Regions from separate parts of the Sus scrofa genome. Here all the other regions are linked to region 1. Evidence: chromatin contacts called from public HiChIP or PLAC-seq data. All regions are on one chromosome and are shown on one strand. Each heading gives the region's core, a stretch centred on a gene start, on an enhancer-like site or on the middle of the called end of the contact. The rest is flanking DNA. Distances are from core to core; before and after follow the strand shown. Region 1 overlaps WNT5B (protein Wnt-5b). Region 2 overlaps ERC1 (ELKS/Rab6-interacting/CAST family member 1). Region 3 overlaps ERC1 (ELKS/Rab6-interacting/CAST family member 1). Region 4 overlaps ERC1 (ELKS/Rab6-interacting/CAST family member 1).

Region 1 (7,316 bases), core at 2,958-5,457:
TCAGACAAGCGTGGTTCCCCAGACTCTAGGTCGGTTCCAGCACTTCAGGAAGGGTGAAGATGCCCCCTGTACCTGCTGGAGCGCATCCCACAGAGTAGGCAGAGGGCAAGTCCCCAGACCCCTGTGCGGTTCCCAGAGGGGCAGGTCCCTACTGACTCCTCGTCTCACTTGGGAGAGCAGCGTTTTCTCCTCGGGTACCAAGCAAAAGCCCATCGGAAGATAAGAGGAATTTTCCCTTCTTCTGAATCCTGATAAATTAATTTTAAAAGATGCTCTAGAAAAGAAGGTGCAAACACATGGCCAGAGGTGAGTGTGGTACAGGAAGTTATTTAGGAGCCTGGCAGCAATGGTTGTGGATTCTGTCTTCAGGGGAGTTGGGGAGAGGAGGGGAGGCTGCCTGGGTGCTCCCACCTTTCTCCCATCATCTGCTTTCACTGGGGCTGCTACTCCAGGAAAACATTTACCTGGGCAAGTGCCACCTACTTGGTTTGGATACAATGAATTAAACAAATAAGTGGAGTTCTGGATCCCTATCACGGACAGGCTGATGACCTCTCTCCATGCCATGCATGGGCTGATCAGAATTAAAATGGTGAGAGTTCCCGTCGTGGCGCAGTGGTTAACGAATCCCACTAGGAACCATGAGGTTGCGGGTTCGATCCCTGCCCTTGCTCAGTGGGTTAACAATCCGGCATTGCCGTGAGCTGTGGTGTAGGTCGCAGATGCGGCTCGGATCCCGAGTTGCTGTGGCTCTTGCGTAGGCCGGTGGCTACAGCTCCGATTCGACCCCTAGCCTGGGAACCTCCATATGCCACGGGAGCAGCCCAAAGAAATAGCAAAAAGACAAAAAATAAAATAAATAAATAAATAAATAAATAAATAAATAAAAATGTGTTTAAAAAAAAAAAAAGAATTAAAATGGTGGAGTTCCCATCGTGGCTCAGTGGTTAACAAACCTGACTGGTGTCCATGAGGACGCAGGTTCAATCCCTGGCCTTGCTGTGAGCAGTGGTGCAGGTCACAGACACAGCTTAGATCCCGTGTTGCTGTGGCTGTGGTGTAGGCCAACAGCTACAGCTCCTATTCGACCCCTAGCCTGGGAATATCCATATGCCACGGGTGTGGCTCTAAAAAGACAAAAAAAAAAAAAAATTAAATTATTTATCTCATGTTACCAAGTAAATGTGTTCTGGTCTTTGCAAACTGAAGCATAGTTTTTAAGGACCTTGGGAAATCTTACTATTTAAAAAACCCAGGAATCACCAACTGCCAGACAACCAAATCTCTTTGGCTAACAGAAGGATTTTATGTTTTTGGAATGGGAATGCCTCGTGAGTGGGGAAGGAGCACATAGGTTCTCTAATTTTCCAAACTCTCACCACTCTCTATTGCCTCTCTCCTGACTGCTTCACACATTCACTTTGCTTGCCAGGTTCATAAAGACTTTTAAGTATGCTATTCTGAATTTAAAGGAACCCTACTGTATGTATCATCTTATCTTTATGTTATATGCGCTGCATATAATAGTCATTTCACCACATGAATAATCATTCTGAACTATTTACAAATCTGGATTTACACATAGCGGGTTTTCTGAAAGCAGTTACATCCTGGCTCTTTTTTTTCCTAAACAATTCTGAATTCCATCCCAGAAACAGAGACCTTGGATAAGTTATTGCCTCACCTTATTCTGGTCTTTTTCCTCTCCTAAAATCTACTGAAGCTGCTAACCTTCTGCTCCAAAAATGGACAATTTTTCCATTTGGAAAAACAAGGTAGTTATTTCATTTTTATAAACAAGTGGGAAATATTGATTGCAGTGAAAAGCAGAGTGTAAGCACAAGCAGCAGCTGGATCCACAGGGCCTGAATGGTGATGCTGGGCACCTGGGCCTCTGCTTCAGCAGCTGGGCCCAGGGGACACGGCCGGGGAAGAGCCGGCCAGAGGCTCCCACGCAGAGCAGAAGAGAGGCCGGCAGCTGACTGTTCCAGGACCGACAGCCCCTGCGACATGAGCCCCGGCTGGTACTGGGGGAAGCCAGTAGCTCTGGGTGATGTGGCCTGCCTGGTCCCCTGGTTCAGACTGGCCCTTAGACTGTGCTGCGGAAGAAATAGGTCCTCAGGGAGAGGAGGTGCCAAGCATCCTTCTAAAGAAAACAGGAGGCAGAAAATGCTCAGCCTCAGCAGGAACCCCCCACTTCCTTCCCCACCCAGAGAACATCTTGGCCAGGCGCCCCCTCCTCTTCTCCCCTTGCCAGCATCCACACCCACATTTCCTCCCCAAAACTAGAGTCAAACCAGGGGCCTTCAGGTCAGACCTGTGGGTCTCACAGGTTCTGGTTTGGGGAAATAAATGACTCCTGCAGCTGCCTCCGGAAAAAGCAGGATCACCCACATCCAGCCTGGGCAGGTTGCAGGGGCTCTCAGCTCCCCACTGGGATTCTTTTGTTTCTTTTATGGCTCCGCCAGGCCCCTTTCACAGGCTCCCAGTCCTGCTGCTAAATTGCTCCACGGCTGCCCACTGGCCGGGTGAAGGCTGCAAGGACAGAGGCTGAGCCCAGTGGTCGTGTGGCCTGCGGGGCCTCCTTGGGCTGCAGAGAATGCGGGTGACAGCAGGCACCCGGCAGGCTCCTCACATTCCGCAGTCACCTGGTAAATGTTCACTCACAGACATTTACTATGGCCCCCCTGAGTGCCTAGCCCTTTGCAGGAGGACAGGAAATGCATAAGACGTCACTCTCCCAGGCACACGGCACTGCTACCCCGTCCAACGTGATGGCCACAGGCCACCCGTGACTATTTAATGCTAAAGTGACTGGAAGTTGTGTTCCCATCCTCAGTGGCAGCGGCCACATTTCAGGTGCTCAGTATACACGTGGGGCTCGCAGCTGTTGTGGGGGACAGCTCAGGTTACAGGACACTTCCATTGTCTCAGGTTGTTCACAGACAGAGCTGGTCCAGAGTGGAAGCCAGGCAAGAAAACAAACGCCACCACCATCATCCAAACCACAAGCTCCGTGTGAATTCTGTTAGTTACATTTAGTGTAATAAGGGCTATAACAGAAGTAACGTGCAAGATACCACAGGCCGGTGCATGAGGGCCTCTAACCTTACCGGTGGTCCAGGATCAACACCCTCCTACGAGCCCAGGAGAGAAAATTCCTCTCCCAGTGACAACCCTGCTTCTCATCTTTATGCTTCATCCCTGGGAAAGCAGACCCTGTAATGACGTTGGGAGTCATTTCCCATTATCAGGACGAAATGACTAGCAATTTTGTATTCGTTACTCAGTAGGGGAATAAGATCAGATTGAGTGAGAATGCCAGAAAGTAATTCAAATGGAATTCTTTCTGTGACTCCAATTCAGAGCAATAAGTCTTATTGAGCATCTACTGGGTCTTACTCAAAGATGAGGAAGAGAAATTGGTATAATCTGTGGGGGCGATGCAAATATTACTGGATTACAAGATTCAGCAGTGATATGTTATAATGGAAGTACCAATTGTTATCCAGTTGTTACCCAATTATTAGTCCTAAGAAAGACAAATTAATTCCCAAGGAGTAGCAGTTTCATGATGAAGGTGGTCTTTGAACTTGGCCCTCAGTAGGCAGACAGGATTCCCACAGGTGGAGATGGGAGGGTAAGACCCTCTCACCGGACAAGGGCACAGAGACGGAAAACATACAAAGCATTTTGAAAATGACAAGAACATCAGATCTTGTACTGGCGATGTTTGCTGGATAGATAGAGTGCAGAGTGAGAGTCTGGAGGCTGTGAGCCCAGCTGGGAACACGGTGAGGGGCAGAAGGAGAACGCTGTCCGCCTGTGTGGGCAGGAAGGAAGGAGGCGTGGTCTGTGCGTTACGCAGTCGCAGTCAGGACGGTGACAAAAGGCAGGAGCAGGAACCAACCACCAGCACAGGCTGTGAGATCACTTGCCTCCAACCACGGCTGAACTAAACAGAGAACACTGATGGGAGCACATCTGCATGTGGCTTTGGGAGAGCTCACGATTTTCACGCTCACCTCAAGGCCACATCAGGTGGTTGGGGCAGGTTTGATCTCCATGGGATCCCGCCAGCTGGCAAACATGTCCTTGATCCAAGCCACCAGGACTGAAAATACAAACAGCCTGGAGTTCCATTGTGGCGCAGTAGAGACAAATCCGACTAGTAACCATGAGGTTGCAAGTTCAATCCCTGGCCTTGCTCAATGGGTTAAGGATCCGGTGCTGCTGTGAGCTGTTCATGTAGATTGCAGATGCGGCTCAGATCTGGCATTGCTGTAGCTGTGGCGTAAGCCTGTGGCTGTGGCTCCAATTTGACCCCTAGCCTAGGAATCTCCACATGCCGCAGGAGCAGCCCTAAAAAGCAAAAACAAAAACAAACAAACAAAAAATCCCCCAAACAGCCTGAAGTACTCATACACCTAGGATAGCCAGCAGAAATGCCTTTACTGGAGTTCACTGGTGGTGCATTGGGTTGAGGATCCGGCGTTGTCACTGCTGTGTCTCAGGTTCCATCCCTGGCCTGGGAACTACGGCATGCCATGGGCGTGGCCAAAAAATTGACTTTATTAAAGTGAACAAAAATGATAGTTAAAGGTAGAAATAATTAGTAATAACGTCTGCATTCCTGGGTACCTCTGCATTTGCTAAGATGTGATGTCTTCCCACTTTGGACTCTCAAAGCTATTCAGGGCAGAGCTCACTTGCTGATCACACAGCTCGATGACATTTTCCTGCACGAAGATGTCCTAAGACGGTCACAGGACTTTGTTCTTCCTCATCAAATTTCAGAAAAAATTATGTTGGCGACTTCCAGGCCTGGCCCGTAAAAACCTCCAACCAGCAGAGCTCTGGGCCCTCTGTGTCTCTCAACTGGACTCGGACAAGCACGGGGCTTTCAAATGAGGAATAAAGCCGGACTCATCCGACAGAAGCAGCCCTGGTCCCAGAATTGCCACTTGGGGAACTGCCTTCCAAGAAGGAACATGCATTTTGGTTTTCACATGGGCTAGAAATAAACTTCTATGGTTTTAGAGCCAACTGGCAGCTGGCATTTGTTCATGGCAGCAGCTAGTGACTAGCTTAACTAACCCAAACCCTTACAGCCCTATACTGCTTTGTATTAGACTCGTCTATAGACTTTTAAAAATCCCCTTTCAGCCTGTAAACACTGTGTGTATTTGTAGTTGCTCCCACGGTTGTTGACTAAGTCTATGAAGGGACTGAAATGTCAACAACTGACATCCTATTAAAAATAGAGGGGCAGAGCTCCCGTTGTGGCGAAGTGGAAACGAATCTGACTAGTATCCATGAGGATGCGGGTTTGAGCCTGGCCTCATTCAGTGGCTCATGGATCCAGCATTGCTGTGAGCTGTGGTGTAGGTCACAGATCTGGCTGGGATCCCATGTTGCTGTGGTTGTGGCATAGGCTGGCCACTGTAGCCCCCACTCGACCCCTAGCCTAGGAACTTCCATATGCCCAGAGTGCAGCCCTAAAAAGCAAAAACAAAAACAAACAAACAAACAAAAAAACAGAGAGGCATCCAGCCCAGCTGTCATATAAGGATGGAGAATGAACGGGGAAATGATGCCTGAATTCCCATTCTCTGAGGTCTATGATGTTTTGTCCATTTGGAAGACAGTAAAGCACAACACCCTGGAGGTATGGAAAAAAGAAAAAAAGCTTAAGCCTATATTAAGCTATTCATCTACAGCAAGATGTAATTAACAGCTCTGCTGTGGGCAGTGGGTTAAAGGATCTGGAGTTGCCTCATGTAGGTCATAGCTGCGGCTCGAATTCAATCCCTGGCCCTGGGAACTTTCATCTGCCTTGGGTGCGGCCATTCGAAAACAAACAACAAACAAAAAAAAAACTCCTCTTGTGATAGGTGAAAAATACTATCTCATTTGGCGGGGGTGGGCCAGGGATCAGATCCAAGCTGTGACCTACACTATAGCTGTGGATCTAACCTGTGTTCTGGCCCTACAGAGACAGCGCCGATCCCGCTGTACCACAGCAGGAACTCCAAAAAATACCGTCTCATTTTTAACTGCATTTCTTCTTCTTCTCCCCCCTCCCGCTTTTTAGGGCTGCACCTGTGGCATATGGAAGTTTCCAGGCTAGGGGACAAATCAGAGCTTCAGCTAAGGCCTACACCACAGCCACAGCCACGCCAGACCCCAGCCGCATCTGTGATCTACACCACAGCTTGTGGCAGCGTAGGATCCTTAACCTACTGAGTGAGGCCAGGGATCGAACCCGCATCCTCATGGATACCAGTTGGGTTCTTCACATGTTGAGCCACAACAGGAACTCCCTTAACTGCATTTCTTTGATTAGCAAGGGCAAACATTTTTCGATGGTTACTAGCCATCTACATCTCCTCTTTCTGAGGACATTTAAAGAGTAGAACACGTGCAGCGGGACCAAAGGAGGGGCATTAGTGCCTGCGTCCTACAGCTGAAGGCCAAGTAATGGAGGCCACACAATCTCACCCAGAACGGTCACCAGCTCCATCAGCGGAAACTGGTTCAGTTCTGTGCTCCCAGAGCACGTGCCTGCCTTTCATTATGTACTTAAATCCAGTAAAGCCTAGCATTGCGGGGCTCCGTGCTTACTCCCTCTCCATGACAGCCACATCCAACGGAAAAAAAAAAAAAAAAAAGAAAAAAAAGGGTACAAATTCCACCCAAGATCTGGAAAGCCAGCTGGGCTGTTGGAGCTTCTTTCTGCTTCTCCATGAATAAACATCCTCCGGAGGAGCCCGAAACAACAATGCCTCTTAGGACATGTGAGGCAGATGGGTCCCCAGACTCTGCCAGCCAGGGAGACACCGCTTTGCCTGGCTAACTCAAGTGCAAAAATGGGGTTTTGCCAAAGAAAGCCTGTAACCCTGTAACTTGATAGGTGCTGCAGTCACACGTAAGGAGGAAGCCTTGAACCAGGAGGCTGTTTTTGGCTCCACTGCTTTCCCAAAGCTCAGTGCGCTCTGTGGCCACAGCCCTGTCCCCACATCACCCTCTCTGTCTAGGTGACACAGGGCGTGTGCAGCGGTTCAAATGGTGGAAAAAACAACTCTCTCCTGACATCTGGGTTCCATCAGCAAAATAAAACAACGCTGTGGCTTTCTTTCTTTTTCTTTTTCTTTCTTTTGCTTTTTAGGGCCTCACCCACCACATATGGAGGTTCCCAGGCTAGGGGTCTTATTGGAGCTGTAGCTGCCAGCCTATGCCACAGCCTCAGCAACACGGGATCCTTAAACCACTCAGCAAGGCCAGGGATCAAATATGCATCCTCAAGGATCCAGTCA
Region 2 (7,316 bases), core at 2,947-5,446, 420 kb after region 1:
AAACATTTTTTCAACTACAATACTAAAAACTAAAAGATAAAAAAGAATTCAAAAAAGTGCAAGTTCAAAATCAGATGCTTCAAACTGGTAGTTTCCAAAATATCAAATTAATACAACAAATCTAAATTTATGACTTAAGATGCTCTAAACATAACCAGAGCACAGTAAGGAATAAGAGTGCTCTCTACAGGTCTTTGATTAGATTTCAAGAGCTCACTCTTAATTTGATGATAAACTAAGTTTAAAGTAATTCAAATCAGTACCTTAAACTGTAAAGAAATTTTTAAGCCCACTAATATAGTTCTTTGTTTTTCTTGTTTCTAATACCTACCTTGCAATGCTACCATAAGGATTAGAATAAATATTTGTAAAGTCTCCAGCCTATAGTAAATACTCAACAAATGACAGTTGTTATAACCATCTTCACAATGAACATGTCTCACTAATGGCTGTTAATAACCTTTTTAAAAAACAAATTTATTGAGATGAAATTCACATAAAATTAACCATTTTAAAATGAACAACTCAGTGGCACTTAGTACATGTGCAATGTTGTGCAACCACTACCTTCATCTAGCTCCAACATATTTCCATCACTCTGAAGTAAAACTTCTTTCTTACCCATTAAATAGTTTTTCCCCACGGCCCTGGTAACACAAACTGGTGCTCCCTCTATATTAATCTATGGTACATATTTCATATAAACAGAACCATACAATATGTGGCTTTTTCTATCTTCTTTCACTTAATGTTTTGGAGAAACACCCACATCACAGTGGATGTCAGAACTTAATTCTTTTTTATGCCTGAATAATATTCTGTTGTATGTATATAACCCATTTTATTTATCCATTCACCCACAATGAACCTGTGAACTATTTCCATCTTTTGGTTATTGTGAATTATGCCGCTAAAAACACACATATACATGTACCTGTTTGAATGTCAGTTCTCAGTTCTTGTGAGTATATACTTAGAAGTGAAACTGCAAAGTCATATGGCAATTCTATATTTAGCTTTTTGAAGAAGTGCCAAACTGTTTCCCACAGTGGCCTGAACCATTTTATATTCCCACCAGCAGTATATAAAAGGTTCCAATTTCTCTACATTCCCACCAATACCTGTTATTTCCCTTTTTTTTTTTTTTCATTATTAGAGCCACCCTAGTGGGTGTGAAGTGGTACTCAGGTGGTTTTGATTTGCATTTCCCTAATGACTAGCAACGTTAAACATCTTTTCATATGCTTGTGTTCATAATCTTTTAAGCAGTTGTTCTACATGTGAAGAAATCCCCTCCTTATGAGTCCTGCTTCCCCAATGTAAGAGTGAAGACTCAAATTCCCACACTCCCTTCTAGCCAGACCCAGGCAGGTATCTAGACACTGCCAACGTTTGTATGCACTTAAGATTGATATGGAATTCAGTAACAAGTGGAAGGAGGCTCTACCTTCCATGTTTACTGGTGCAGATGGTAACAGATGAATCCAGCTCAGGGAAAATGGGTATAGCACCAGTTTCCTAGTGATTACAAGGTCAATTCTTGGCTCTTCAGTGTCATCAACCATCAACTGAAGGTTCTGATGAAGCAGCAGAAATAGTGGAAGTTTCTTCCTCAGCATGGTGTAGAACATTATAAAAAGCTAAGCCTCAAGCCTAATTCTCCAGCCTTACCAGAATTCCATGAGCTACTCGTTATCTATTTGATAAACTCCTTTTCTATTAAATCATTATTCTGGAAGAAGCATTAGATTTATTCCACCTAGCTCCAAACTGAAAACCTAAGATAAATGCTAAGTAGTTACACAGAGGCAGGTCTAGTGCTAAGAAAATTTCCTAACACATATCTATCAAAAAAAAAAAATTTTTTTTTTGGCTCTGTCCACAGCACATGCAAGTTTTCCAGCCAGGGATCAAATCTACACCATAGCAATGACCCCAGCCGCTTGCAGTGACAACACCAGATTCTTAACCTGCTGAACCACATTACCTTAAACAACAAGACACTGCTGACTTACATCTGTCACAGACACTGAAGGAGGTGGATGGAAAGCTGAACAAACCAGCTTTTAGGATTTTTCCCTTTGTGTGTCTCTACCACGTTTCCTATGATACATTGTGAACAACTTAAGAATAAAATCACACCTCTGCAGTCCATTCAATATCCGTCAAATACTAATTTACTAGTAATTAATTCTAATTACTTTTTGTCTTACAACAACTTATATAAACATTCAGACTAAATCTTATTCTTCATTATCTTTTATTATATAATAAATGCACGTCGATTATAAGAAAAAATAAGGAATTAGAGACAAACAGTAAGAAAAAAATCAATAAAATTCTAAGAGAAATCACTGAAAATATTTTGGTGGGATTCCTTCAAAACATTTTTTTCTATGCTGAAATTCATCTTTAAAGGAAAAAACAATAATGTTATTATCCTACTATAAAGGCACTATGTATTTTAACTCATATAATCCTACATCTCCCCCATGATGCACTATCATTATTTTCACTTTACAAATAAGGAAACCAAGACACAAAGAAAACAGACCTTCCCTAGGTCACTTGGATCATAAGTGGCAGAAACATCCAGCAGTCTGACTCCATAGTTTTGTGCTTTTAAAACTATAATGACTCTATACTGCCTCCAAAGAAATTAACTATAGTATACCTATATACCATTTGTATTCTTTTAATATATTATGAATATCTTTCCATTTCAAAAACTTTTTTTTTTTTTGTCTTTTTTAGGGCTGCACCCGTGGCATATGGAAGTTCCCAGGGTAGGAGTCAAATAGAAGCTGTAGCTGCCATCCTATGCCACAGCCACAGAAACAATGGATCCGAGCCACATCCACGACCCACACCAGAGCTCACAGCAATGCTAGATCCTTAACCCACTGAGTGAGGCCCAGGATCGAACCCGCATCCTCATGGATACTAGTCAGGTTCATTACCACTGAGCCATGACGGGAACTCCCCTCGAGGACTTTTTAATATCCTTGAAATTGTGGGACATACACTACATATTTTGATACACTGATTTTTAAAAAGCTATATATAGGGAGTTCCTGTCATAGCTCAGTGGTTAACGAATCCGACTAGGAACCACAAGGCTACGTGGTGTAGGTCGCAGACACAGCTCGGATCCCGCGTTGCTGTAGCTCTAGCGTAGGCTGGCGACTACAGCTCTGATTCGACCGCTAGCCTGGGAGCCTCCATGTGCTGCAGGAGCGGCCCAAGAAATGGCAAAAAGACAAAAAAATAAAAATAAAAATACATAAATAAATAAATAAAAATAAAAAGCTATATATAAAATACCAAATTTGAAGAAATCTTTAAAATCAGATAATATTCCACTCTTATGAATAATCCAATTCTTGAACCTAGTCTAGGCAAAAATACTCTAGAATTCCAACCCACCAAAAATTCATCTTTAGAAAACCCCAGAGCATATCTACTTCATGATAACATGCTTTTAAACTTCACAAATGCCTGTCACTGTTTGTTTCTCCTTCCTCTCCTTAAAAAAAAAAAAAAGAAAGAAAAAACTCCGTCAAAGCACCCAGCATACTACTGGGCATTCATCGTAGGCACTCAATAAATATTTATTGATAGACTGGCTAGACAATGCTATGTTGGACAAGAGCACATGTAGAAACAAAGGTCATCTTATGAGAGTGAATGCAGCTGGACCTCCTTTCTCTCGTCAGGAAACCACATGGATACCCACAAAGCATTCCATCCCAGATAATGCAGTGACACACCACGAGAAAAACAGCCAATACTGCCACTCACTTTGCATACATGCTGAACTTTGACTAGACTACCTAAGTCAGTAAATACACAAACAGGCAAGGTACAAACTAAGTGAGTATTTTAACAGGGAAATGGGGTGAGGATCTTAGCAACACACAAATGATAGGCAAAAGCAAAAATCCTGGGTTAAGGACCCAGTGTTGTTGTGAGCTGTGGTTTAAGTCATTAAGGACTCGGTGTTGCCTCGATCTGTGGTGTAAGTCACAGATGCAGCTCAGATCCCAAGTGGCTGTGGCGTTGGCCAGCAGATGCAGCTCCAATTCAACCCCTAACCTGGGTACTTCCGTATAAAAAAAATCCTGAAGGGGTTGCAATACACAGTTCTAGCCAACTGCAAGTGCTCTGTGATGTGATCACACAACACACTGTGTCCAGGTCCTGGAGAATCATCTGGCTTGAGAGCAGCCTGCTGCCAAAAGGAAGGCACTTCCTGAGGAGCCTTAGATTTCAAAGTCTGGCTGATCCTCAGGAATGGAGAATTATGATAGTTCAAACTTTGAATATAGGATTTTTTATAGCATATAACATTTTAAATAATTTTCTCTTTGTGAATTTCCAGATTCTTATCCATGAATATAGTAAAGCCTCACAGAGATTTCTCATCAGACGGTAAGTCCATACTTTCCAAAGTCACATACAAATCCTCACTTCAAAAATGGTGAGGAAAACTCACAGTCTCTAGCAAGTTCAGGGAACCTGATTATTAGCTTCAAGATGAAAAAATACACAGAGGTGATTAATAATGTCCTTCAGAAGGATATAAAACAGCATCATTTCAACCTTACGGAACTAACTTGGCTGGGAGGCCTCTACTAAAATGAGCCTTCTATTTAAAGCATGACAAAAAGCTAGGCAAGACTAATCAAAGCCACCAAAACTGTTCCAGAATCATGTTAATTTGGTGTTTTTTCTGATTATGAATTCGGTGTTTTTTCCTCTTGACTCATATTTGTACAGAACATCAGTTATATTTAGGGAAGAACAAACTGTTTTAGAAGTGAACAAATGATGCAACTATTCCCCCTTTAGAGTTTAGGTTACTACGTTTTCACAACTGTCACATTTTTTACACCCCCATACATAGTAGCTTACCCTTTTTCTTCCCAGGTTTCCAAACACACAAAGAAATTGAGCTTTTTAATTCTGTGAACTATTCAGATAAACTATTTCAAAATAAAACAGGATAAAATGACTACATCTGATGACTTCATTTTTAAGTATATAATACTTCTTAATGTTTTTTTCAGATTGAGCATATAATCAGGACTGAACCTTTTTTCAGTCCCTATTTCACTTTGTTGCCTAAAAGACTGATCAAACAAGTTAACGAATTATGGTAGTTTTCCTCAAAGAGCACTGATCTCAAGCCCAAAGAAGTTGCCATATTTCACTCACTGTAAAATTGTGAAATAAGTTGAAATTGTGAAATAAATTGAAAGAGTGTGAAATAAGATACAGCAGCCTATTAATACCAAAAAAGGATTTTTTTTTATTTTGTCTTTTTAGGGCCACACCCTTGGCACACGGAGGTTCCCAGGCTAGGGGTCCAATCAGAGTTGTAGGAGCCGGCCTACACCAGAGTCACAGCAACACCAGATCAGAGCCATGTCTCACGGCAATGCCAGATCCTTAACCCACTGAGCGAGGCCAGGGATCAAACCCGAGTCCTCATGGATGCTAGTCGGGTTTGCTAACCACTGTACCATGACAGGAACTCCAAAAAAGGAATATTAATTCATATGGACTATTTCTCCATAGACCACTAACATTTGCTAATTTTAGGAAATGGATACATGGGTTTGTATTTGTTTTATTATTTTAAAGTTTTCTGGATATACATAGAGAAAATAAATCTTGAAGTTCCCATCATGGTGCACTGGAAACGAATCTGACTAGGAACCATGAGGTTGCAGGTTTGATCCCTGGCGTTGCTCAGTGGGTTAAGGATCTGGCGTTGCTGTGAGCTGTGATGTGGGTTGCAGACGCGGCTCGGATCTGGCGTAGCTGTGGTTGTGGCGCAGGCCGGTGACTACAGCTCCGATTGGACCCTTGGCCTGGGAACCTCCATGTGCCATGGGTGCGACGCTAAAAAGACAAAAAAAATCAGCTGGGAAATTGTTAAATGTATAAATTCTTGGGCCCCACTGTAGGCCCACTCACTCAGAAATTCTGAGGGTAGGGCCCAGCAATGTGTGTTTTAACAAACCCTCCACATAATTCTGATCCACATTTAAGTGTAACGTCCATCTGACTAGTTAAAAGATCTTAACATTCACCCAGAACAGAAAACAAGACAGGCAGGCTGGGGTAGAGGAGATAATTAGGACAAATGAAGCATCTGTGTGCTTTACCAATTTACCTTCTTTTCCCTCCTTCCCACCACACCCCTAGGTGGCCACTGCCTTCCTTCAATTCCACCAGATAATTTACTAACACTCATGAATTTATGCTTCTTAGTCTATTTATATTGTACTTTTTCTAAAAAAAAAAAAAAAAAAAACCCTCAAATTCTCAGCACAAAATATACATTACAATTACCTGCGAGAGTGTTTTAAAAATACTGATGCCCACCCCTTCCTTGCTTGAGGACAAGCAAAGAGAAGGTGACAACCTGGGAAAGGACCAGGACCAAACCTGCCATGCAGCACCCTGCTCTCCTACCTCCAGTCTCCAGAACTGTGAGAAGTAAATGTCTGTTGTTTATTTAAAATAAACAAAAAAGCAGAGTTCCCATTGTGGTGCAGTGGTTAACGAATCCGACTAGGAACCATGAGGTTGCAGGTTCCACCCCTAGCCTTGCTCAGTGGGTTAAGGATCCAGCGTTGCCATGAGCTGTGGTGTAGGTCGCAGACACGGCTCAGATCTGGTATTGCTATGGCTGCGGTGTAGACCAGCAGCTGTAGCTCTGATTTGATCCCTAGCCCAAAAACCTCCATATGCTGCAGGTGTGGCCCTAAAAAACAAGTCACAAAAGTACTGACATAATCTAACCTCGCCAAATTTGTACTCTCAAATTCCAATGATAAATATTCTCTACTCACTCAAACTGAAATTGTTTTTAACTATTTGTATATTGTGGGATGGTCATAAATCACCTCACTAGACAGAACTGAGAAGAGATTTCAGTTTACCTACCAACTCTTATCCGTTATTAGTAGCCAGTCGTTCTCAACCATAAGAGCACATTAGAGTTACCTGGGGAGCTTTTAAAAACCCTTACACGGAGGCCGTGCCCCAGCTCCAATTAAATTAGAATCTCTGGGGGTGAAGGTGAGACCAGGCATCTTTTTTTTTTTTCCCTTAAACTTCTCAGGTGATGCTAGCCAAAGTTAAGAACCACTGAGCCAGGTTCAGCTAGCAAGATTACTGAGAGATTTAGTGGCTAACAGATTTAGAAGCTGGACAACACTTTTGCCATCACTGCACGAGATTTACTCAACCAAATACAGAAAACTGACAGGACAGTGACTTCTGAGGACAGAAATTCCAAATTC
Region 3 (7,316 bases), core at 2,122-4,621, 390 kb after region 1:
TGCTGAGTCTCAGGTAAGGAACCCAACTAGTATCCATGAGGACTCTTATTCAGTCCCTGGCCTCAGTGAGTTAAGGATCTGGCATTGCCGTGAGCTGTGGTGTAGGTCACAGACGTGGCTCGGATCCTGTGTTGCTGTGGCTGTGGCGTAGGCCAGTGCTTGTGGCTCCAATTCAACCCCTAGCCTTGGAACCTCCATGTGCCGAAGGCGTGGACCTTAAAAAAAAAAAGAAAAGAAACATCCATTTTCTCCCCTAATCCCAACCCAGATAGAGAGGCTGCTCTTGACCAAATCAGCAACTTCACTACCAATCGAGCACCATGAAATCATGCACTGAGATCATAACTGCAGCTCTGAAAGCCAGGAGGCAGGCACTGACTACCCTGAAAAGAACCTGCAGGCTGCTCTCTAGGATGAGACCAGAAAATGAATGCCTGATATGCCTGACTAGTTCTACCACCAACTCAACCAGCACTCGGGCTGGGTTTGAGGAGAGTCTTTCCAAGGAGGTTTCTTACTCCTAGAATGCATAATATATATAAATGAAGTCAGTAAATTCTTTATCATCTTACTACTCTGTACTTTCCCAGCCCTGGGTCTCCCATCATTAACCCCCCCAGAGCCCATTGAAATCCTCTGCTCCAAATCTTCAATTTCCCAAAATCTTCAATTTCCCAAATCTTCAATTTCTTTTCAAAAGTTGTCCCCTACCCCAAGTAAACCCTGGCATCCCCAATGGATATAATCTCCCCAAACTCTCTCCAGTGAGGTTCACTAATCCTCCAGCACCAAAAATCAGCAGGGAAAGTGTGGGCATCCTCGAGGCTTCTCAATGCCCTTCCCTTTAAAGCTCCTTCTCTTCTTCTCTCCCCGTCCTCACTGCTGCACCAAGGGACTTCCCAATCAGCCCTGCCCATGTGAAGTCTTCAGCACCTGGCTCACAATCAACCTTTCCTTCAAATGCCACTCTTGCCATCATCCTAGGATTTTAATGTCTGAAATCCTTGACATCCTTAATTCTAATGAACTCATCCTCCAGTCCATTTTAGTATCCAGTTTTCAATACCACATCACCCAGGACTCTCCTCCCAGGCCTGTCACATCGTCACTCTCATTAACTGCCTTTCTTCCATCTCATAGAGATCCCCACTTTCCTTTCACTTTTTCATCCAACCTGTCAGTCCACTCTGAATTCTCTTCCTTCCAATCCAGGCTACATTCCTGGACTGATCATCCAAACCACTCCTTCAATTCATGTGCATCCCAGTAATTCTGCTATATCTACTCAGCAAAACTCTAACCCTACAGCAGTCTGGTAATTCTTTCCTGCTCCTCCACAGCTAAAGGAAAAAGAAAAAAATTAAAGAAGAATAGAGAAGGGAGCAGAGGGAAAAGACTGAAACAAGTACAGGGGTGGGAGAAGGGAGGAGGATGGAGAGGAGGAAAGAGAAAAGATATTATGTCACCTTGAAGACCTGCAGGCTCTTTCACAGTCTACCAATCAGCTTCCTTTTCCTTCTCTCCAGAGCTTCACAATTCTCTCAAGCTCATGCCACTCTCAGCATCTTAACTATTTCAGCTGTGATTTCAACATAACAACAACCTGACCCCACTGGGCCACTAGGATTTTGGAATCTCTTCCTTCTTAGTAGGATGGCCGAAAATTAATACAACCTAAAATAGAGTTACTGCCAGTTAAAACTGGTACACTTCCCCATGCTGTCAAAAGGCAGGTAAAATAATTCCGTAAATAGAGAGACTCATGTGTTTTATTTTTAGGTTCCAACAGGGATCAGGAAATCACATGTACAAATAAACATGTTGGAAATGTGAACATGCAATTAAACCTTTCTAAAGACTTTTTACAAGATTATGTTCAAGACTAATAACTGTCTAACTACAAAGAACTCAGAATCCGCTAATTTGGAATTTGTTTGGTAAACTCTTCCCCCAGTAAGAATAAAGATGTATACAATATAAACTAAATTTTAAGAGGAAATCATCTAAGAAATAGGTTCTCAGAACTGTACTTGAGAAATATTTATTTACATAAAGCTATTTATATACCAAAAACTAAATATTCTTGTCACATCAACAAATATTAAATGAAAGACCACAATACAAAACACTCTGTCAAACTTTTTAGGGGATATGAAGTTTCAAAAAGAGACAGAGGAACTTCCCATCAGGGCTCAATGGAAACGAACCTAACTAGCATCCATGAGGATGAGGGTTCAATACCTGGCTGGCCTCGCTCAGTGGGTTAAAGGATCTGGTGTTACCATGAGCTGTGGTGTAGGTCACAGACTTGGCTTGAATCTAGTGTTGCTGTGGCTGTGGTGTAGGCCAGCAACTACAGCTCCAATTGGACCCCTAGCCTGGGAACTTCCACATGCCACAGGTGCATCCCTTAAGAAAAAAAGAGAGAGAGAGTGCACGAGGGAGAGAGAGAAATGGGGGTTGGGGGTAGAGGAGCTCCTATCTGTAACAGTCTTCCGCCTTTTGTAAGAAAGAATACATTGGTAATAAAAATAATAATAGCAATAACAGGTAACATTGATTAAATGTTTACTATGTGCCAGGTCCTGTTTAAAGTGTTTTACTTGCTTTAACTAATTTAACCACAAAACAACCCATGGAACAGGTACTGTTATTATCACTATTTATCAACAAAGAAATTGAGGCATGAAGAGGTTAGGCACTTCTTCTATGTTATGCACTAATTAAGTAAAGCCAGATTCTGAATCTAGGGAATTTAACTCAGAAGGCAAGATCTTAATCACCAAGTAGTATAAATGTACAGCCTAAAGATTTCCAACTATTCATTAACTTTTTCTTTTTTAATTGTAGAATTTCCTTTCAGTCTTTTTCTGAGTTAACTTTCTGCTGTGATTCACAGTTTCTTGCATTATTCATTAACTTAAAGCTGAGGTCTTCAAAGTATGGTCTGTGGAACCCAGGGGGTGCCTCCTCGTCCTTTTGTGAAGTCAAAACTATTTTCCTAATAATACTATGACTTTACATGCCTTTTCCACCATGTTAATATTTGCACTGAAGATGGGCAAAAACTCGAATGACTCAGGACAACCACAACAGCACCAGAGGGTACTAGCAGTCACTGTTATTCTTCAGTGTCAGGCACTCTCAGTCAAAAAAGATAAATAAGAAAATTTTGCAAACACTGCTTCACCTAAGAATGTCCTTGGTGGAATTCCCTGGTAGCCTGATGGTTGGGGATCCAGCTTTGTCATTGCTGTGGCAAGGATCACTGCTATGGCGCAAGTTTGACCCCCGGCCCAGGAACTTCCACATGTAGCTACGCAAAAAAAAAAAAAAAAAAAAAAAAAGTCCTACTCAGTACTCAACTATTGAGTAAGTACCTTTTAATGTTCCATGTGATGAAACAGGAAGGATCCAGGCACTTCCACTGCTCCCCAGGCTAGCACTGGGTGCTCCTGGGCTGCCAGCTGAATCACATACTTCCTTCATAAAGCCCTATTCTCATTTCAGAGAAAAACTGACAAACTTGATAATCAGCAAACATTTTCTTAAAAATGGGTAAAATGAGTCACTTTAAGAGAAAAAGTGACCTGAGATCAAAAGGTTTGAGGACAGCTGATTTCAAGAAATGCTGGACAAAAGGAAATGAAACTGAAGTTCTTTTAATGGGTCACTTTCATTAAATCTTACTATTTCTTCTCAGTCTACAAAATAAGTGAAATATTACTACATACCACTTTCTGAAACTCACATGTGAAAGTATGGCCACTTGAAAGTGTGAACTGACATGTAAGATTCCTAACTAAGTAAGGTCTCACTTACCTTCATCTCAATAACAGTTTGCAGAGCTTTAGTTTTGGCAGAATCCGGGGCATTCTCAAATCTCCGATGCATCTCCTACAGAAGAGAAACAAGAGACAAACCAACTATAATGGAAAAAATAAAAATCATTAAAAAAAATTAAAAAATAAAAGAGAAGCAAGAGAGAGTAAGCGCCCTCCTTTTCACTCTTTCTTCAGAGGGGGAGTGGAGAGGTGAGGAGCAGTAGCTGCATTACTACAGCCTTGGGAGACACTGATGACTTTCTGTTTCCTGGACCTTTTCCTGCAGACCAGGAAACCCACAGACTGCATTGGGGCTAAGGGTCTCAGGAGCGTGACTGTCTCTGAACACCTGGTTTCACACACTGAGCCACTACGACAACTCACACTCCAGCACATTCCCAGGCTTGTGTATCACTCTTCCACATGACTCCAAGACATTCTCAGAACTCCAAACAATTCAAAAGGGGGTTAGAAATATTCCCCTTTTAAAAGGAGAAATCAGGAGTTCCCCTCTTGGCTCAGCAGTTAACGAATCTGACTAGCATCCATGAGGATACAGATTTAATCCCTGGCCTCGCTCAGTGGATTAAGGATCTGGTGTTGCGGTGAGCTGTGGTGTACGTTGCAGACTCGGCTCGGATCCTGCATTGATGCGGCTGTGGTGTAGGCCAGCAGCTACAGCTCTGATTCAACCCCTAGCCTGAGAACTTCCATGTGCCGCGGGTGTGGCCCTACAAAGCAAAAATAAATAAATAAATAAAATAAAACAAAAGGAGAAATCAAAGCAGTCATGGACTGCACTGTGAAAGCTACTGAAAGCATCTGTGTTGACAATACCCTTTCCACAGCCATCTCCTCCCACTGCAATAGCCACCTGGCCACCTAGGATGGAAATCTCGCTCCAGAGGGGCTACAATCAGAAAAAAAAAGAAGGTAAGGGAGTTCCCATTGTGGCTCAGCAGGTTAAGAACTCAACTAGTATCCATGAGGATTTGGGTTCAATCCCAGGCTTCACTCAGTGGGTTAAAGGATCCAGTGTTGCCATGAGCTATGGTATAGGTTGCAGATGGCAGCTCGGATCTGGCATTACCATGGCTATGATGTAGGATGGTAACTGCAGCTCTGATTTGACCCCTAGCTCGAGAAGTTCCATATGCTGCAGGTTAAAAAAAAAAAAAAAAAAAAAAAAAAAGAAGGAGGAGAAAAAAACGAAGAAGGTAAGATTGTTGAATGAGTTTCCAAAATAGGCTATGTTTAACAAATGTCAGAAAAACAGCTATTTTTTTTCAATCCAAATATCAGTGCATTCAGGATCAGAAAAGAAGGAGACAGTAGAATTCAGTTAGGGTCTTCAAGGATTACCCTGAAGCTACCAGACCTTCTCAGGCTATTTTCCTGTCAGATTTTGTGAACATCTCTGTCAGTCAGTAATTACAAATTACCCTGGGATGGCCTATAATGACCCCAGAGAATAGAGATGGATACTTTCCGTGTGGACAGTGCTGGTGAACTTCTAGACTGCCCTCTGCCTGCCTACTTGACATCTCTGTATAGATGTCTACTAAGTAACTCAAACTTATTTTACCCAAAACAAAACTCTTGATTTTCTCCCCTCTATTCTAGACCCTCCTCTGATGACTGAGGGGTATTCCTATCTCCTTAAATGGCACTACCCTGCCGGTGGCTCACACCAAACACCAGAGTGTCTCCATTCATTCCTCCCCGATCTGCATTTCCTACCACCAATTCTAGAGCAGGTCCTGATTGTTCTATCTTCAAAATAGCTCTTGAATTTAACATTCACTCCACTTCCAGTTAGTTTAAGCCTCGATTGCTACAATAGCCTCTAGTTAAATTTCCTTCCATTTCCTCTGTCCATTTTAAAGAAAGCAATGGAGGTCATCTTGATAAAGCACAAATCATGGTACTAGTCTGTTTTAAATTCTTCAATGAGTTTCCCATTGACTTGTCACTCTCTATAAGGTTAATACAACCTGACTGTAACAGGTAGAAGACTGGCCCTCTTGTCATAATCTATTTTAAAATTAGACAAATGCATGAAGAAACTTTTTAGACACTGGAAAACAAGAAGCACAAGACCATGCTCCTTGAGAGAAGAGAAACTAACAAGGTCACAGTCCAGAGTTGCTATCCAATATGTGATATAGGGATAGGAAGACCAAACAGAAAAGAGCAGTCCTGCAGAGCTCAGAAGACAGACCAACAGGTAAGAGTCCTAAAGATAGCAGAAACGAGCAGAGCAGAATAGCACAAAGAAGGTAGCTAGCCAGGAAAGCAATAGTATCTAAACTGACAGAGGTCCCCTGGAGTCTTTGGCCAAATACAAAGTGTGCACACACAGGGAAAGACTCTACAATGTCAGACACAGAACAACTACTAGGGACAGAACAACTAACAGAGAGCTATGAGCTGAGCAACGACCTGAACTGACATGGGGCTGGAAAAAATTCAAGCCCCAAATAGCCAAAGTTGGAGAAAACATCAGAGGCACTGAGGATAGACACCAGAAAGGCCACATCTTAGGAGCAGAGGGAGTCTAGCCCTGGAGGAAAGGCCATCAAGACTAGCCCCAAAAGAGTCTAAAAGCAAGGCTTGTAAGGGCCATGTTAATCCACAATTAATGCTTGTAAGAAAAAACACTTCATTAAGAACTATATCCAGTCTCTTGGGATAGACCATGACTGAAAATAAGATAAGAAAAGGACTGTATGTATGAATGGGTTCTGTACAGCAGAAACTGGCACAACATTGTAAATCAACTATAATTTTTTTAAATAATAATAAAAAATTTAAGAACACTTCATTAATAAAGACAGTAAAACCCAGAACATGTTAATCTAGAACAAAATCTGAACATGCTAGTTCAGACCATAACAATCTCTCACTTCCATGAAAGCAATAAACTCATCAGTTACCTCCCAGCCCCAGCTTGTCCACACTTAATCTATTCACTATATTGTAAACAGGCAATGGGAGTCACACAGATATTTAACAATACATGTTTAATAAATGAATGCAAAACTTTAAAATGTGTAAACAAAATAAAACAAATCCTTCTAATTCTAAATAATTTCACCTATTAATAAAGTCCTGTGACCTACACTTCACATTTTTCCTATATTATTTCTTGGGCGTTCCCGTTGTGGCTCAACAGAAACAACCCAACTAGTATCCATGAGGATGTAGGTTTGATCCCTGGCCCCGCTCAGAGGGGTTAAGGATCCAGCCATGGGCTGTGCTGTAGGTCGCAGATGCAGCTTGGATCTGGAGTTGCTGTGGCTGTGGTGTAAGCGGGCAGCTGCAACTCTGATCAGACCCTTATGCAGGGCAACTTCCACATGCTGCAGGTGCGGCCCTAAAAAGAAAAAATAATTCTGTACCTCACTTGATATATTAAAATTGCATTTCTTTGAAATACCTCACAGTTCAGATACTGAACTAATTTATCTGATCTCTTTCCCATTACCTTCT
Region 4 (7,316 bases), core at 2,718-5,217, 290 kb after region 1:
GGGTCACTAGATTTGACTTTTTATATATTGTTGGATTTCTCCAATAATTCAACAATGTCAAATAAAATCAGCAAATGACACTTTAAATAGTGAATGTGCTCCATGCATGGGGAATTTACAAAATGTTTTTAACAACCTCAAAATATGCTTCACATTCCCACAGGACACTGAACAATGCTTAATAACACATGTGGCTTACAAGTACCCACCCAGAAAAGCTGACTTGCAGGGCAGCCAAATTCATATTGATTGGCTGTATTCCTTCATAGCAGCTGCCTTTCAGTTTCTAGTAATATTATGCTGGGAAGATAAATTTTAAAAAAGTGGAAACACAACAACGTGACAGAAATGCTTCTTTTTCAAGCCATCTTAATTTTCCTTTTTTTTTTTTTTTTTTTTAAATCTCAGAGGGCTTGGGTAGATAAATCCTATAATAAGCCTGAAGAATCAGACAGAGTTCCCGTTGTGGCTCAGTGGTTAACATATCCAACTAGGAACCATGAGTTTGTGGATTCAATCCCTGGCTTTGCTCGGTGGGTTAAGGATCCGGTGTCGCCATGAGCTGTGGTGTAGGTTGCAGACGTGGCTCAGATCTGGCATTGCTGTGGCTCTGGCGTAGGCCAGCAGCTACAGCTCCGATTAGACCAATAAAATAAAATAAAATAAAATAAAATCTGGGTGAAAAATAAAATTTTCACAGCAAAGCAAACATCCCCCTGCTGGTAGGACTCTCAACATCTGAGTCACTAAGGATGGAAGAGGCTTTGGGAACAGCCAATGTTTATCTCACTGCGAGTTCTATTAGGTGATTTCTGGTGACAGAGTATCAAAACTAAAAGCTAAAAATCTGAATTAAATACTGAAAACTATTTTTTTCAGAAGACTATTACTTGATTAATGTTTCCTGTAATTTGTTTATTTTAGCAACAAACAGGTTGCGGTAGAACCAAGTGAAATATAAAATTGATAATTTCCTGGATCCACATAAACCCCATTGCTCTTTTTCTACTCCTGAAAGAAAGGAGGACAGAGATCATCTAAATGACATCATATTTTCTTTTCCAGCAGCAGTACCAAGGAGACATGGCAACCATCATTTTATACTCTTCTGCACCTTGGTGAGTTAAGTCAGGAAAAGAAATACAAAATAAGGAGGAATCACAAGCTTTTCTTTGAACTTTGAGCTCTGATAAGTTCTCTCCTGAAAAAAAAATTTTTTTTCTGCATGGCTAGAAAGTCAAGATAATAGGATACAGTATATGTTAGGAAAGCTAAGTAAGTTGTCTAGGTTTGGGAAAGAAATTTCCTCCTTAGGTGAATTACTTGGTTATTTCACGTGACAAAAACATTAATTCTACTTTATTACAAAAAAATAGCAATCCACTCGCTGGCATGAAGTCACCAACAGGGAACAGAGTGTTTAGGGCTTGAGCCTTTTCTCTAAGGTCAAATGAATAATTTGAATAAAACAGCTTCATACTGTTTCCTTAAGTTTTCAACAATAAAAATAAAAATTTACTGGCATTTTAACTGAACATTTTAATCCTTGTTTGCATTGCTAAAAAAATTCAAACAGCTACCTAGAGGTAAAGAGGGTGATTATTTCATTAATTAGAGATATATTTTGTGGAGAAAACATATCATTTCAATCAACGCCTGAAAATGGTTACAAAGAAAACAATAACAAATAACAGTTATCTGATCTTGTCAAAAGTTTACTATTAGCCAAAAGAGAAAAGTAAAAGTGTGGGACTTGATATCTGGCAAGCAAAGGACCCTCTCTCTCATACTCACACACACACACACACACACGTGCGCGCGCCCACGAGTGCATACAATAATTCTGGTCATAATAATGAGGCTCACATTTGTGTACCACCTTTGTAGGCTACTAAAACACTTTTGGGGGTAATAATTCACTCCACACAGGTGAGACCCGGAAAAACTATAGGACCCGCCCTAAATTACAGCTAATAAACAGAAGAAGAAACAGAATCCATATCATGTGATTCTGGCTCAGTGCACTTTACAGTAAACCTCACTGCCTCTTCATTCATTCACTAAAGAGAATGGAGGTAAGAGGAAGGGACCAAAACAGAGCTTGGGCCATGCCACACACAAAAACTATCTGTTGTGCAGGATAAACCCTACTGTAAACATTTCTCTAGGAAAATATGTTTCACTGAAAACATCCAGGAAGGTGCAGCCAAGGAGAACACAAACTGCATATAAAAATCAGGGGGAAGCCATCTGGCTCCACAACGACACCTTCAGCCACATCCTGGATAACTGCCTCTATCATCAATAACTTGGTTATTCAAACTTCTCAGTAGGAGATAACAGTATAAGGGCCAAACACCCCAAGAACTCATTACAAGCAAACTAAATATCATCTGTTATAGATCCACCACCAAGATTCCAAAAGCACTTCCCAGTCCAGCAGTGGTTAGATGGTTTAGACAGAAGTACAAAAACACAACTCCTTTGAAAACCAGTATCTACAGACTCTGGCACTCAACTCTGTGGTTCATTTTGGGGTGTGCCAAGGTTTTTATTTCTTCTCCAATACAGCTAATTTTTTCATTTGATTTTGAACTTCTGAACACAAATGTGGTATTTTTGTTGAATAAAAAGGAAAAAAATCAAGATGAAATTCAGAGAGACAGATATTTCCTTAACTTCCAGGATAATATAATCACATACTATTTTATAAAGAAGTTTTCAAAAGGAAGAAACTATGCAAACAAACATGACAACCACAAGCATATTATTTTTTAGGAACTACTTTTCAAACTACTGATGAATCTAGGGATGTTTTTTGATCATAACCACAGCATGTGGTTACTTCCTGGGGGCTTCAGTTTCCCTTCAGAATTTCTTTAGTTGTTGTGTACTGACCCCATCTGGTAAAATTATAGAGGAAGTTATACTGACTCAAGCTTCTGGCAAGTCAAACTTTTTTATTTCATGTACAGAGAAATTAAGACAATAGAAGTTCAGTACGAAAGAATTCAAGGAGGCTTAGTTTTATTTCTCTACAACAACATAAGAAGGAAACCATGTAATGAAGAAAAGGTCATGCTATTCTAACTGCAGTAACTCATGCTGCTGCCTTTTCTTTGTGATTCTTCACGATGCCTGATATTCTCATCTTCCGCCAAAAGTTTTATTAAAACTCTGGAATCTCTGTTTGCTTGTCTGTTTAATACAAAGATGAAGTAATTACTTCAAAAGTGTATCCAGCAAAGCCGGAGGAATAAGATTTTAAATGGTACAAGGTAGTATAAAATTTTAAGCACAGTTACTAAAAAGAGAGAAATGTCAGTTTAAACCATGCAAACTGGTCTTGAGATTACAGGTTTTAGTTGTGTCATTCTTACTATCAACATTCAGAATTTGAATCTACTGAACAGGGTAAAAATTACAAGGAGAAACTGAAGGAGAGCTTTTAAAACACACTGAGAGTTTCATTTTAATTCACCACCTGGCTTATTCTCATTTGTGAAGGTGGCTACATCAATACAGAGTTTCGACTCTTCTTTTGAACATTTGCTGTCTGAGACATTTGAGTTTTTACACTTGCTGGTATTTGAACATATTTGGGTAATTTCCACAAATAAGTGGACTGAAATGCAGAATAATATTGGGTTGCCATTACTGCAGACTATATCATTCCTTTAGCTTAAAGCCCATTTCATACATCTCTCTAAGATCAAAAGGAGGAGAAGTCTAAACATGGAGATTTCTGCTACGGCAGGGTACAGCCATTTAACTTCTTCTTTCAACAAGCCAGAGATGGCAGAACTCTCTTTGAAGTGGCAGCCCTGTTGGCCTTTGAAGTCCCTTGTCAATTGCAGAAAGGCTCTGGTGGGTTGTTTTGTAGCCAGCTGTCACCAGGAAGGCAGACGTGACGTATTTCCAGCAGTCTCACTTCAGGGTCTGTCAAGTGACTGATTTCATAACCAGTCACCATAACAAAGGAAAGTCAAACCCTTGACATTAGAGCAGGAGTCCACAATGAAACTTACTAGGTTCCTCTTGACAGAGCCTGATTTCAATACCAAAATGACTACACAATGGCAAAGAGAAAACGGCTGTGAATTTAACTGTCACATCTAAGAAATCTTGGATATTAAAAATGTACTTTCCATATGTTTATCAATAAAATGTTTCATAACAACACTCTCTTTAATCTTTCCACTGATGAAAAATGATTTCTGCAGAAATCAGTAAACTGCCTTAAAAGCACAATTTACACTGCTTACAACTAGACTTCTGAATGATCCTACATAGTTCTGAGAAATGTGTTTGTATTTGTAATGCTCTCAGACTGCTCAGCTACTTATGCCAAAAATCCCCATCAATCCTGACACAGATATCAGTTAAGACTTTAAAGGATAAGTAAAGAGAAAGAATTTAAGAGGTGTTAGGAAACTTCTATAATCTATAAATACAGCCCATTATAGCACTATAGAAAAGGAAACAATCTTAATAATATTATACATCTGTCCTTAAGGTGAGAAGAGATGACACGAATCCAGAAAAACCGAATGTCAAATTTACCAATGATGATTGAAGTATTAATCCCACTGGAAGGAAATAAGGTGGAACAAAAGGACTGTTCATACTAATGTGATCATAATATGTATCTGTTAGGTAGAATGCTCTGCATTCTCACACACTTTTATGAACAGGGCTTGATGCTCTCAGAGCAGAAGACTGGATGCTCCACAAGATGTTTAGCTCCCAGAGGCTCAGAGATTGAGGGCAGGGGGGCTAGAGGGGCACCTGTGTCCTATGAAATATAAGTCCTCTGCTTTCCAGTAACGATTTCTAAACTTGAAAAAAACTGGCATGAGCCAGCATTCTCATTCTGGCTACCATGCTTTAAACTCAAGCACTTAAAAAAAAAAAAAAAAAAAAAAAAAAGGTAAATTATGTTCAAATGATAATATCTAAGTCTTTAAATCTACAAATTTGAAATCTTTTGAGTTTTTCTGACCAGATGACAAAGGGCTTCATTATATCCTGTGGAAAGGAACTGCAGCAGAGACTAAAAGCATGCATTAATTTTTTAAAATTTTTGTAAAAATCATAAGGTTACCCTAAAGCTTTAAACTGTTGTAAATAAAGCAATGTTGCGATGCCTTTCCTGATCATTCTAAATAAGGTCCCTTTGTTGTAGTCTTTTAGAAAATACTATGTGCATTTTTTCATGTGTTTGTTGGCCCCCTGTATATCTTCTTTGGAGGAATGTCTATTCAGGTCTTTTGCCCATTTTTCATTGGGTTGTTGAGTTGTACGAGTTGTTTGTATATTTTAGAGATTAAGCCCTTGTCAGTTGAATCGTTTGAAACTATTTTCTCCCATTCTGGAAGTTGTCTTTTTGGTTTTTTATGGTTCCCTTTGCTGTGCCAAAGCTTGTCAGTTTGATTAGGTCCCATTGCTTTATTTTTGCTTTTATTTCAGTTGCTTTGGGAGACTGACCTGAGAACACATTTGTAAGGCTGATGTCAGAGAATGTTTTACCTATGTTCTCTTCCAGGAGTTTGATGGTGTCTTGTCTTAGGTTTGCCTTTAAGCCATTCTGAGTTTATTATTGTGTGTGGTGTGAGGGTGTGTTCCAGCTTCATTGATTTACATGCAGCTGTCCAGTTTTCCCAGTACCACTTGCTGAAGAGACTGTCTTTTTTCCCATTTTTTTATTCTTGCCTCCTTTGTCAAAGATTAATTGACTGTAGGTATCTGGGTTTATTCCTGGGTTCTCTATTCTGTTCCATTGGTCTGTATGTCTACTTTGGTACCATTACCACACTGTCTTGAGTTCTGTGACTTAATATTGCCTGAAGTCTGGGAGGGTTATGCCTCCTGCTTGGTTTTTGTTCCTCAGGATTGCTTTGGCGGTTCTGGGTCTTTTGTGGTTCCGTCTAAGTTTTTGGATCGTTTGTTCTGGTTTTGTGAAAAACGTCATGGGTAATTTGATAGGGATTGCACTGAACCTGTAGATTGCTTTGGGTAGTATGGCCATTTTTACAATATTAATTTTTCCAACTCAGGAGCATGGAGTATCTTTCCATTTCTTTAAATCCTCTTTAATGAAAAAATGTTCAACATCACTGATTATTAGAGAAATGCAAATCAAAACTACCATGAGGTCCACCTCACACCAGTCAGAATGGCCATCATTAATAAGTCCACAAATAACAAATGCTGGAGGGGGTGTGGAGAAAAGGGAACCCTCCTGCACTGTTGGTGGGAATGTAAATTGGTACAACCGCTATGGAAAACCACATGGAGGTACCTTAGAAAACTATACATAGAACTACCATATGACCCAGAATCCCACTCCTGGGCATATATCTGGACAAAACTTCCCTTGAAAAAGACACATGTACCCAAATGTTCACTGAAGCACTATTCACAATAGCCAAGACATGGAAACAAACTAAATGTCCACCTACTGATGATTGGATTAGGAAGATGTGGTATATATACATAATGGAATATTACTCAGCCATAAAAAAGAACAAAATCATGCCATTTGCAGCAACATGGATGGAACTAGAGACTCTCACACTAAGTGAAGTAAGTCAGAAAGAGAAAGACAAATACCATTTGATTTTACTTATATCTGGAATCTAATATAGGGCACAAATGAACCTTTCCACAGAAAAGAAAATCATGGACATGGAGAACAGACTTGTGGTTGCCAAGAGGGAGGGGGAGGGAGTAGGAGGGACTGGGAATTTGGGGTTAATAGATGCAAACTATAGCCTTTGGAATGGATAAGCAGTGGGATCCTGCTGTACAGCACTGGGAACTATGTCTGGTCCCTTCTGATGGAGCAAGATAATGTGAGAAAAAAGAATATCTACATGTATGTGTGACTGGGTCACCTTGCTATATAGTAGAAAGTTGACAGAACATTGTAAACCAGCTATAATGGAAAAAATAAAAATTATTATAAAATAAAATAAAATAAGAAAATACTATGTAGTATTTCTACTTTTTTGCATGTGTCACAACTTTAAAGAATATATTTAAATCTGTGATCACTTGATTGATCTCCTTAACTAACATACAAATGCTGTAAGAGTGGATTTGCATTTTGTTTGGTTCACTAAAATATTTACAGCTTTTAACACAGAGCAGCCTCTCAGGAAACACTGAATGAATAATAGAATAAATGAAATAAATGATATCTCTGAAGCCATTAAACTCTTACCAATGCTGGGGTGGCACATTCTCAAGGTGGACAGATGTCTCTTTCTTACTTGAATAACTAGCCTGCTCTTTTCTGACATTATCTCCATTGC

What was found. HiChIP or PLAC-seq counts read pairs in DNA pulled down with a chosen protein or histone mark.
Region 2: an H3K27ac HiChIP or PLAC-seq map of alveolar macrophages shows a contact between it and region 1. The contact joins two enhancer-like sites. A contact is called at or near these places in 2 of 2 datasets of contacts at active chromatin or transcription factors (alveolar macrophages and skeletal muscle).
Region 3: an H3K27ac HiChIP or PLAC-seq map of alveolar macrophages shows a contact between it and region 1. The contact joins two enhancer-like sites. A contact is called at or near these places in 2 of 47 Hi-C or Micro-C datasets (embryonic fibroblasts and skeletal muscle) and 1 of 2 datasets of contacts at active chromatin or transcription factors (alveolar macrophages).
Region 4: an H3K27ac HiChIP or PLAC-seq map of alveolar macrophages shows a contact between it and region 1. The contact joins two enhancer-like sites. A contact is called at or near these places in 1 of 47 Hi-C or Micro-C datasets (embryonic fibroblasts) and 2 of 2 datasets of contacts at active chromatin or transcription factors (alveolar macrophages and skeletal muscle).

The regions. Positions count from the first base shown.
Region 1 is chr5:68,698,467-68,705,782 of Sscrofa11.1, reverse strand. The region is part of intron 1 of WNT5B (protein Wnt-5b); the gene reads right to left. Among named protein-coding and RNA genes, the nearest start is that of FBXL14, 24 kb to the right of the region's middle. Within about 2 kb of position 4,207, at least 8 of the 83 cell types and tissues checked have an H3K27ac peak or open chromatin away from gene starts, as enhancers often do. A contact at or near this core is called in alveolar macrophages, where this site is marked.
Region 2 is chr5:68,276,416-68,283,731 of Sscrofa11.1, reverse strand. All of the region lies in intron 2 of ERC1 (ELKS/Rab6-interacting/CAST family member 1), which reads right to left. Among named protein-coding and RNA genes, the nearest start is that of ERC1, 56 kb to the right of the region's middle. Within about 2 kb of position 4,196, at least 14 of the 83 cell types and tissues checked have an H3K27ac peak or open chromatin away from gene starts, as enhancers often do. A contact at or near this core is called in alveolar macrophages, where this site is marked.
Region 3 is chr5:68,307,011-68,314,326 of Sscrofa11.1, reverse strand. It overlaps ERC1 (ELKS/Rab6-interacting/CAST family member 1), which reads right to left. Exons shown (of 20, transcript XR_002344310.1): 4 at 3,823-3,897. Among named protein-coding and RNA genes, the nearest start is that of ERC1, 87 kb to the right of the region's middle. Within about 2 kb of position 3,371, at least 2 of the 83 cell types and tissues checked have an H3K27ac peak or open chromatin away from gene starts, as enhancers often do. A contact at or near this core is called in alveolar macrophages, where this site is marked.
Region 4 is chr5:68,407,457-68,414,772 of Sscrofa11.1, reverse strand. All of the region lies in intron 14 of ERC1 (ELKS/Rab6-interacting/CAST family member 1), which reads right to left. Among named protein-coding and RNA genes, the nearest start is that of ERC1, 190 kb to the right of the region's middle. Within about 2 kb of position 3,967, at least 13 of the 83 cell types and tissues checked have an H3K27ac peak or open chromatin away from gene starts, as enhancers often do. A contact at or near this core is called in alveolar macrophages, where this site is marked.